2 separate regions of the Mus musculus genome follow, and region 1 is linked to region 2. A link is a contact called in public Hi-C data. All regions are on one chromosome and are shown on one strand. The core of a region is the stretch at or near the end of the contact, and the rest is flanking DNA. Distances in the headings are between cores, read along the strand shown.

Region 1 (4,098 bases), core at 1,330-3,829, 500 kb after region 2:
GAATCTGCCTTGGAAGTCCTGGTAAGACTCAGGAAATGCTAAGCAAAGTTAAGACTCAGAAACTAAACAACCTGCTAAGTCTCAGAAGTTCCTGAAACTGAACAACTTCACAAGGCCCCTCCCTCTCTCCAGGGCTATGTGAGCAGTCAAGGCTGCTGAGGAGGCTCTCTAGTCTGTTGAGCTGCTCACAAACTGTGCAGAGAGCTTCAAGCATCACCCAAATTGGAGTGGGTGGCCAGTGCCGCAGTTGTGGCTGCCTTTGAGGTCATCCACACTTCTGGAAGTAACCCCCCAATAAACTCACTGGTTTACCAAGCTCAACTTTTGTGGTAAAGTGAAATGTTTGTTTATGCCTCCCCAGAAACAGTGTCACACACAGTGCACCCTGTGCACAGATCGGCAGTGAGCGCTCTCACCTGCTGAGCCATCTTGCTGCTCCCTCCCTTTGTAATTTTTTTTTTTTTTTGGTATTTTAGTATTTTACCATGGTAACAAGGAAAGTAATTGATATAACTGTCTCAAGAGAAAAAAAAGCAGACTTTCACATGTAGTAAGCAGATGTCATGTGCAGTAAGCAGATGTTCCATGTGGCCTCATGTCACAGAAGCTTAACTGTGGTCAATCCATGGTCTCTGAACACTTGTTTGGAGATTCTAATAGAAGCATGCACTATTTGTGCAGCCTTGATTGATTCTCACTCCTCTCCAATGGGAGAAGGAAGCTGTCATTTTGCAGAGTACGCAGCCTGTGTCAGAAGGGGATGACACTAACACCTAACCAAAGCAGCCCTGATGTTCAACAGGAATGCTGCAGCCACATTACCTCATGGCCAGGAGTTTGATGTGATCTATATAGACAATTATTTGTGGCCAATCCCTGCTGGTCATTGAAAGAAATGTCTAGAACTCAGCTATGCTAGGGCCTCGGGTCAAGAGCTGATGTTTTAGAGCTTCAACATCTATTTCCGACCCGTGCGTTCCTCCTTTATGTGAAAGGAGGGAAGTCAGTCAATACTAAGCAGGACCTCTCTACAGCACACAGCTGAGACTGAGCACAGCTCTGTGCACAAGTCTGAATGTCAAGTCCAGAAAGAACTCTGCAGACCACATGAGATATCAGACTTCCCCCAAGGAATCGCAGAAGGTTTTGGTTTTCGAAAAATCCTCAATTAAGTATTTTTTACTGTGTATAATATGCAGGAAGGGAAGTTATGTCATACAAATGTATGAGCATACACACAGGGAGATCAGGAAGCATTCCAGAGGGAGGAGCAGATGGCAAAGCGGCCAAGCCCTCTGGACAAGGCTCCAGACTGAGCCGTTCTGGGACTGGCTGAGCCATAGACAGACAGCAGTGTCCGTCTGTCCCCAGCAGTGTGGACCCCAAGGGGAAGCAGGAGGGCCTCAGAGAGAAACTCAACTCTGAGAAGAGGAAACCTATCTGGCTTAAGGACTTACATTTGCTCCGTGGTCCTGGGCAGCTTCTCGTTGTCACCTGGAAAGGGAAATGTTCCAGGTTAAATTAAATACTACACACGCACAGACGGCAAGCGGTACTTGCCTTTTCCCAGAATTTTCTCAGACTTTCATTTACCCCCTGACTCTTTTTCAATTCATTTCACAGAATCTTAGGCTCTTGAATGTTTTTACACACACACACACACACACACACACACACACACACACACACACACACACTTAAATTAATGTTGTTTAAGTTGTTTTTAAATTTTCTTTTTTTCTTTTTTCTTTTTTTTTGGTTTTTTGAGACAGGGTTTCTCTGTATAGCCCTGGCTGTCCTGGAACTCACTCTGTAGACCAGGCTGGCCTCGAACTCAGAAATCTGCCTGCCTCTGCCTCCTGAGTGCTGGGATTAAAGGCGTGTGCCACCACTGCCTGGCTATTTTTAATTTTTTTAATTATCTGATCTAAGTAATCTTTCTTTCCAGAACTTCCTGGCTTCTATATGAATGGCCTCTGAATCCTGACCTCTGGGAAGCAATGCTGAGAGCCACACTCAATTTAAAAGTTTCTCCCCCATGTCTCTTTGGATACCCGAAGCTTCAGAGTACCCCAGCAAGTAGTGTTCCCCTACTTGGCCTAGCCTTCCTGAAGTTCACTGTTGCAAGTCCTCAGCCTTGGGTGTCCTATCACAGCCTACTTCCTCTTTTCACAGAGCAGCTAGGCAGGAGTTCAGTCATGTGATCCGACTGGAGCTCACATCCCGGCTATCCCAAACTGTCTCATTAATCTTGGCCCTTCTTCTGACACAGCACAGGGGATAAACACAGCTAAACTTTAAACTATAGGTTGAATTGAAATGAATTCTGTGAGGAATGAGTTAAACAAATTGATTCTATAGTTGCAATCAGGGAAAGATAAATGCCTACAAGATGGAATTTTGCATAAAATAGTAAATTGTATAATAATGTCTCTTTCATAGGAAAAACCATTAGGTAATAGCTGGTAAGATAACTATTCATAGAGACTTACCCAAATAAGGAACATGAGTAGCTCCAAAAAAGTATGTTCTTGAACAGGCCAGAGGTCCCTTTGGTGAGACACACTGAGCGACCTGAACGTTGTGGGGAGAAGAAAGAAAGATGAGTGCACTAGGAGCTGGTGAGCTGGCTCACAGGCCTGGCCATCTAAACTCAGTCCCCAGAAACCATGGAAAGATGCAAGGAGGAAACAGACTTCACCAGATTGTCCTCAGACCTCCACTCATCTGCCATGGCACACACACACCCTGCTTCATGAACATTTGCACAATAATCAGACTCTTAAAACGGAGCACACGTAGACAAGTGATGCTGAAGACATGAAAGCAAACAGTTAATGCAACGACGTTTACTTAACTGAACCTGATTTACTTATTTTCTTTTTTCTTCCAGACAGGGTTTCTCTGTGTAGCCCTGGCTGTCCTGGAACGCACTCTGTAGACCAGGCTGTCCTGGAACTCAGAAATCTGCCTCCTGGGATTAAAGGTGTGTGTCACCACTGCCCAGTCTAATTTATTTTTATAGACAAAGATGACTTAATTTGATTTAAACAATAGTATTTATTTGTTTAAATTTAAATATTTGTTTTTAATTTTGATTTTATTTGTGTGAGGGGTGCAAACAGGTTACTATAGTGTACATGTGGAACTAAGAAAACAACTTTTGGGGAGTTGGTTCTCTCCTACTACATGATTTGGGGAGGGGTTCTAGCTAACTTTAACTGTCAATATGACAAAGTCTAAAACACCTGATAAGAGAGTCTCAATTGAAGGATTACCCAGATCAGGCTGTTGGTGGGCATTGTCTATATATAGGGGAACTGTCCTAATGAATAGATGGAAGAGACCTATCCCACTGTGGGCAGTGGCCTTAGGCTGTACAAGGAAGCTAGCTAAGCAGGCAAGGGAAGTAGCTCTTCCACAGTCTACAGTTCAATTGCCAGCTTGAGTTCCCATCCCAGCTTCCCTGAGTGATGGACTGTGATCTCAAAGTATAAGCCAAATAAATCCTTTCCCTCACTAAGTTGCTTCGGTCAGTGTTTTATCACAACATCTTATCCTGCAAATAACAATAACAAAACAAATTCTATTTTAAGAAGTTTAAAATATGAGTCTTATCTGATTCTGAAGGTTATATTACCACCACCACTCCACTCCTGTCAGACAAGAGTGTTGCTATGTTGCTCAAGCTAGTCTTGAACTTGCAACTTTCTTGTCCCAACTCCCAAGTGAGATTACAGACATCGGCCATAGTCCTAAAGTTTTAGAAATAACACATTTGTCTTTTCACACAATACCTTTCCCTCAACTTTTGGTATGCCTTGTAACTTTCTGTCGAAGCTAGACACAGTAACTCTAGTAACAAGGCCTGAAAAAAAGCAAGCCTTTAGTGTAAAACTTGATGTTAATCTGACTGGGTATTAAATTGTGTTTAGTATTTTTTGGAGCTTCAAATACCATAGGCTTCCTTTTCTTGTAGCCTTGTATATGTCTCTGTGTTGAGGTTTGGTCTTGTCTATTGTAATTAAATGCAGGTCCCCAAGACCCGGAGTCTGCACACAGATCCAAGTGACCCTGTCCCCAAGTTATTTCTGATTG
Region 2 (4,088 bases), core at 846-3,345:
CATATGAAATGTTACAGAAAAGCTGGTACTTACTGTAGTTAGTTCCTGGTTAAGTACCTTCAGTGAGTTGACCAGTGATAGGCCCCAAATGATAGGCCCATGAGCTTACACCAAGAAACCATAAACATGACTTTATTTGGGGGGGGGGGGGGGGAGGCGGCAGGGAGAAACTATAAATGAGGATTTTATAGTGAGAATTTTGGTTTCTTTATAAAAAAATCCACTGAAATGTTATGAGACTATGTTTTTGTTTTATTCCCAGGTGTGGGATACAGGTCTGCTTCAGACTCTTCACAGCAGTTGACTAAGATTTGCCTCATGCCGGGTGTGGTTTTGCCTGGGATCAGGTAGTTTTTGTGATTATGTAACATTTAGAATTGTGGGAGCTTTTCAAGAGGGTATAGAAATGTTAGGGTCCTGAGAAGCAGAGAGGGGTTGTTGGTTGATTGCCATTTGATAGTAGTTGTGCACAAAGAAAAAACAAGAAAAGGAAATTGGGTATTTTGCTGGTGAGGATCAAACTTGCCCCAAGGAACTTAGAGGGACTGTAGCTTCAGGAACTGAATTATATATGTTATTTTCAGTAGCATCCAATGGCAGTCATAGGAAACTAATGCCACAAGTGAGTGGAGATCCTGATAGGTGACACAGTGACATATACAGGACAATTAGGACAGCGGATTGTGAGCAACGCACAGAACAAATTGTAGAAAGGAAAACAGGAACATCAGGGGCCAGATTATAAAGAACTGACTTTCCTCTGCAAAAGCTGGCCCTGCAAGTGAGGCTGTCCAAGAAAGTGGGTCTATAGGAGGAAACCTACAAGCTAAATAAATAAATAAATAAATAAATTTTTAAAAATCCAATATGGGGAATAAAACAGCACAAGAGAAGAAATGGAGTGGTTAGAATGATCAGCGCACACTGGGTTAGGGTGGCCGTGCCTTTAATCTCAGCCCTTGGGAGGCAGAGGCAGAGAGCAGAGAGGCAGAGGCAGGCAGATCTCTGTGAGTTCGAGTCCAGCCTGGTCTACAGAGAGTTCCAGAACAGCCGGGGCTACACAGAGAAACCCTACCTGGAAAAACTAACAACAACAACAACAACAACAACAAACAATAAATGAACAAACCAAAAAAGAATGGGCACGCAGACACAACTAACAGGGTCTGACCCCGGTGACACAGCCTCAGCAGGTCCCAACCCCTTCCTGACATCACTAACTCCTGGTTTGCCACTGAGAAGAAACAAATTCCTAAATGTCAGTAGAGGCCAGTCTGGAAAACTGATATATACACACTGCAGAGAGAGGGGCTTTATGAACACTGCTCTTAAATGACAGAGTGCCATACAAACCAATGATGGCAACTTTGTTCTCCTTCATGGAACTCAGCACCTGCTCCAGCTTCTCCTCAGAAGCCATATTCTGCACCTCGCTCAGATGATGCTCCTTAAATTCCACAGGGACAGCAGCAGCCTTCAGGGATAAGTCCAAGCACAGGGCTGGGTCAGGTCTGAACTTTCCAACAACCCATCCATCCCTGTAGCCTGATCCGCCACCCATCCCCCGCCCCGGGCTATTCACCTTGAACACTTCCTTGACAGCATGCATGAGCTCTGGCCCCACGCCGTCTCCAGGCAGCATGGTCACAGGAAAGGCACCCTCCACCCTCACATCTTGTGCCTGTGAGTGGGGCCAGCAGAGATGGAGCAGGGGCAGAAGTGGGAGTCAGAGGGAAAGAGGTGGGGAGGGGAAACCCAGGGGAGCGGCAAGGAGGCGACAAGGATGGGCGAGAACGAAGCTGGACTCAAGCGTACCTGGCTCTGGGAAGCGGCGTGAGCCGTAGATGTTCCGAGACCTCTCCATGCCCCGGAGTTCCGAGCGGCGAGCACCGCCTGCGACAGACACAAGGTCAGATCGGGGACACCGCGGCCCCTTACACCGCGATGACCTTGCCTTCTTTTGGAAACCGCGGACAAACCCTCTGTTCTCCCGCCCACCCTCCGCTCAGGTCGTCCCGGGCCTCACTCGGGTCAGCCAGCGGACATTGCTCAGCGCTGCCATGTTCGGCCGAGGAAGTCGCGGGGGAAGTGACGCCGGAAGCGAGCGCGGTCGTGGGAGCTGGACTTCCTGTCAGCCCTGGCGAGCTTGGCGGTTCTTTCTCCCGTACCAATCGGCGGTGTGTACGGATTCACTTGAGTTCTCTCCTTCTGTTTGGTAATGTAGGGTCACAGGACACACAACCAGTTTGTCTGTTTGCTTTGTTTTCACTCGTCAGATTTAATTTCTCTTGAAAATTCAAAACAACATCCAAATATATATGGCCAAGTATTGAACAAGGATGTGAGTTTAACAATAAGTTGAGAAGTCTTGGGAATTTGTGAATGTTTGAATGTTCTGTTATGCGTTATTCTCTTAACTAGTACTCACTGTTAGTCACTTAGAATTCTTTTAAATAGGTAAAATAATTCAGATTACAAAGAAAACTGGTTATGATAAGAAAACTAACTTGGAGTTGATGAGGTAGCTCTGTAGACCAGGCTGGCCTCAAACTCATAGACCCGCCTGCCTCCACCTCCCAAGTGCTGGAATTAAAGGTGTGCACCACCACATCCTGGAAAAAAAAAAAAAGAAGCTGAAAAATAAAAGCTAATTCTTTTGCTCCACTGTATAGTATGCTATAATTTAAATTTACTAAATTGCTTAATCCTTTCTTAAATAGGCAGATACCTAGTATGAAATCTGATTTGGGCTCTTCTCAGCAACATTGCTGTGTATATCCCTGTACATTCTCCTTTGTACATATGATGAAGATTATAACTATCCTGCAGGGCACCTCTAGCCATGTATGTATTACAGGTGAAATGGTGTGTTTTCAATAGTTTGATTATAGATCTGTGTGTGTTTCACTCATGAATTTGTTCTCATGCAGTAAACAGAAAACTCATTCATCATGATAGCTGATAGTTTCTCTCCCACTACTTCTGGAAATAAAGAGTTACTGACATTGATTTAGCTGCTTAGTTATGTCCCCAGGGATCCTGGATGGGGGGCGGGTCCTCTATATCATCTCCTCTCAAAACTCCATTAGATTGCTAAACCCAGTGTCTATTTTATAATAGAATGTTGAGTATCTCATATAATTTATTGAGTGCTACACGGAAAGTGTATCAGAACAGGCATGTATGTTTTGTTGAGACAGGATCTCTCTTTATATCCCTGGTTGACCTATAACTTCCTATGTAGACCAGGCTGACCTGGAACTCAGAGAGATCCACCTGCCTCTTTGCTTTCTAAGTGCTAGGATTAAAGGCGTGTACCCCATGCCTGCCTAATGGACTTGTATCAATTACTTTTATCATTGTTGGGACAAAACACAGACAAAAGCAGCTTTCGAAAGAACAGATTTACTTTAGCTCATGGCTCCAGGAGACCCCAGTCACCACAGAGGGGAAGGGACGGCAGCAAGATCAGGAAGCAGCTGGGCTCTCTCTCTCTCTCTCTCTCTCCAGTTCAAACTGGCCATTTTCACTCAAGGCACATCAGGTATCTGAGCAGGACCATCAGGGAGAAGACTCTAGGGCCCTATAAAGTACACAAGCAGATACATGGGGGTGGGTAGAGGCTGCTCCGTAGTTACGAGCATTTACTGCTCTTGCAGAGGACCCAGATTTTGTTCCCGGCACCCACATGACAGCTCACAACCATCTGTAATTCCAGTTCCTGGGGATCCAATACTTCTTCTGACCCTTGTATGCATATGATGCACATACATACACTCAAGGGCATACACATAAAATAAATATTTTTAAAAATACACAAACAGCATCAATATAGTGGACTCCCAGCTTTAGGGCCTCTCCCAATTCGAAAAGATAAAACTTCTACTTTTGCTTTCTCTATGGCTTGGTCTTCTGTCTTTCTTGAACACTCAGTTCTCTGTCCATTTCAAGGAACAAACCTGGCACTCCCCTAGACGACCACCAGTACTATATGACATATTCACATAACCTTCAAAAAGAAGTCAGATTTGGAAGTGCCCACTAGAGGCATGTGTTGTTTTGGATTAGACATGAGAGGGGTTTTGGCG

The links. Hi-C and Micro-C count contacts between places; a contact is called where the count stands out from the background.
Region 1: a Hi-C map of the HPC-7 cell line shows a contact between it and region 2, with 3 times the contacts expected there. The contact joins the enhancer-like site here to the promoter of Idh3b in region 2. A contact is called at or near these places in 2 of 39 promoter capture datasets (the HPC-7 cell line and HPC-7-derived erythroid cells), 2 of 484 Hi-C or Micro-C datasets (the HPC-7 cell line and frontal cortex) and 1 of 115 datasets of contacts at active chromatin or transcription factors (large pre-B cells).

What each region holds. Positions count from the first base shown.
Region 1 is chr2:130,782,967-130,787,064 of GRCm38.p6, forward strand. It overlaps 4930402H24Rik (RIKEN cDNA 4930402H24 gene), which reads right to left. Exons shown (of 37, transcript NM_029432.2): 11 at 2,493-2,574; 12 at 1,458-1,494. Among named protein-coding and RNA genes, the nearest start is that of 4930402H24Rik, 55 kb to the right of the region's middle. Within about 2 kb of position 2,580, at least 12 of the 459 cell types and tissues checked have an H3K27ac peak or open chromatin away from gene starts, as enhancers often do. A contact at or near this core is called in the HPC-7 cell line, where this site is marked.
Region 2 is chr2:130,282,356-130,286,443 of GRCm38.p6, forward strand. Idh3b (isocitrate dehydrogenase 3 (NAD+) beta) reads right to left here and starts at 2,096. Exons shown (of 12, transcript NM_130884.4): 1 at 2,027-2,096; 2 at 1,816-1,893; 3 at 1,583-1,681; 4 at 1,354-1,474. The coding sequence starts at 2,062.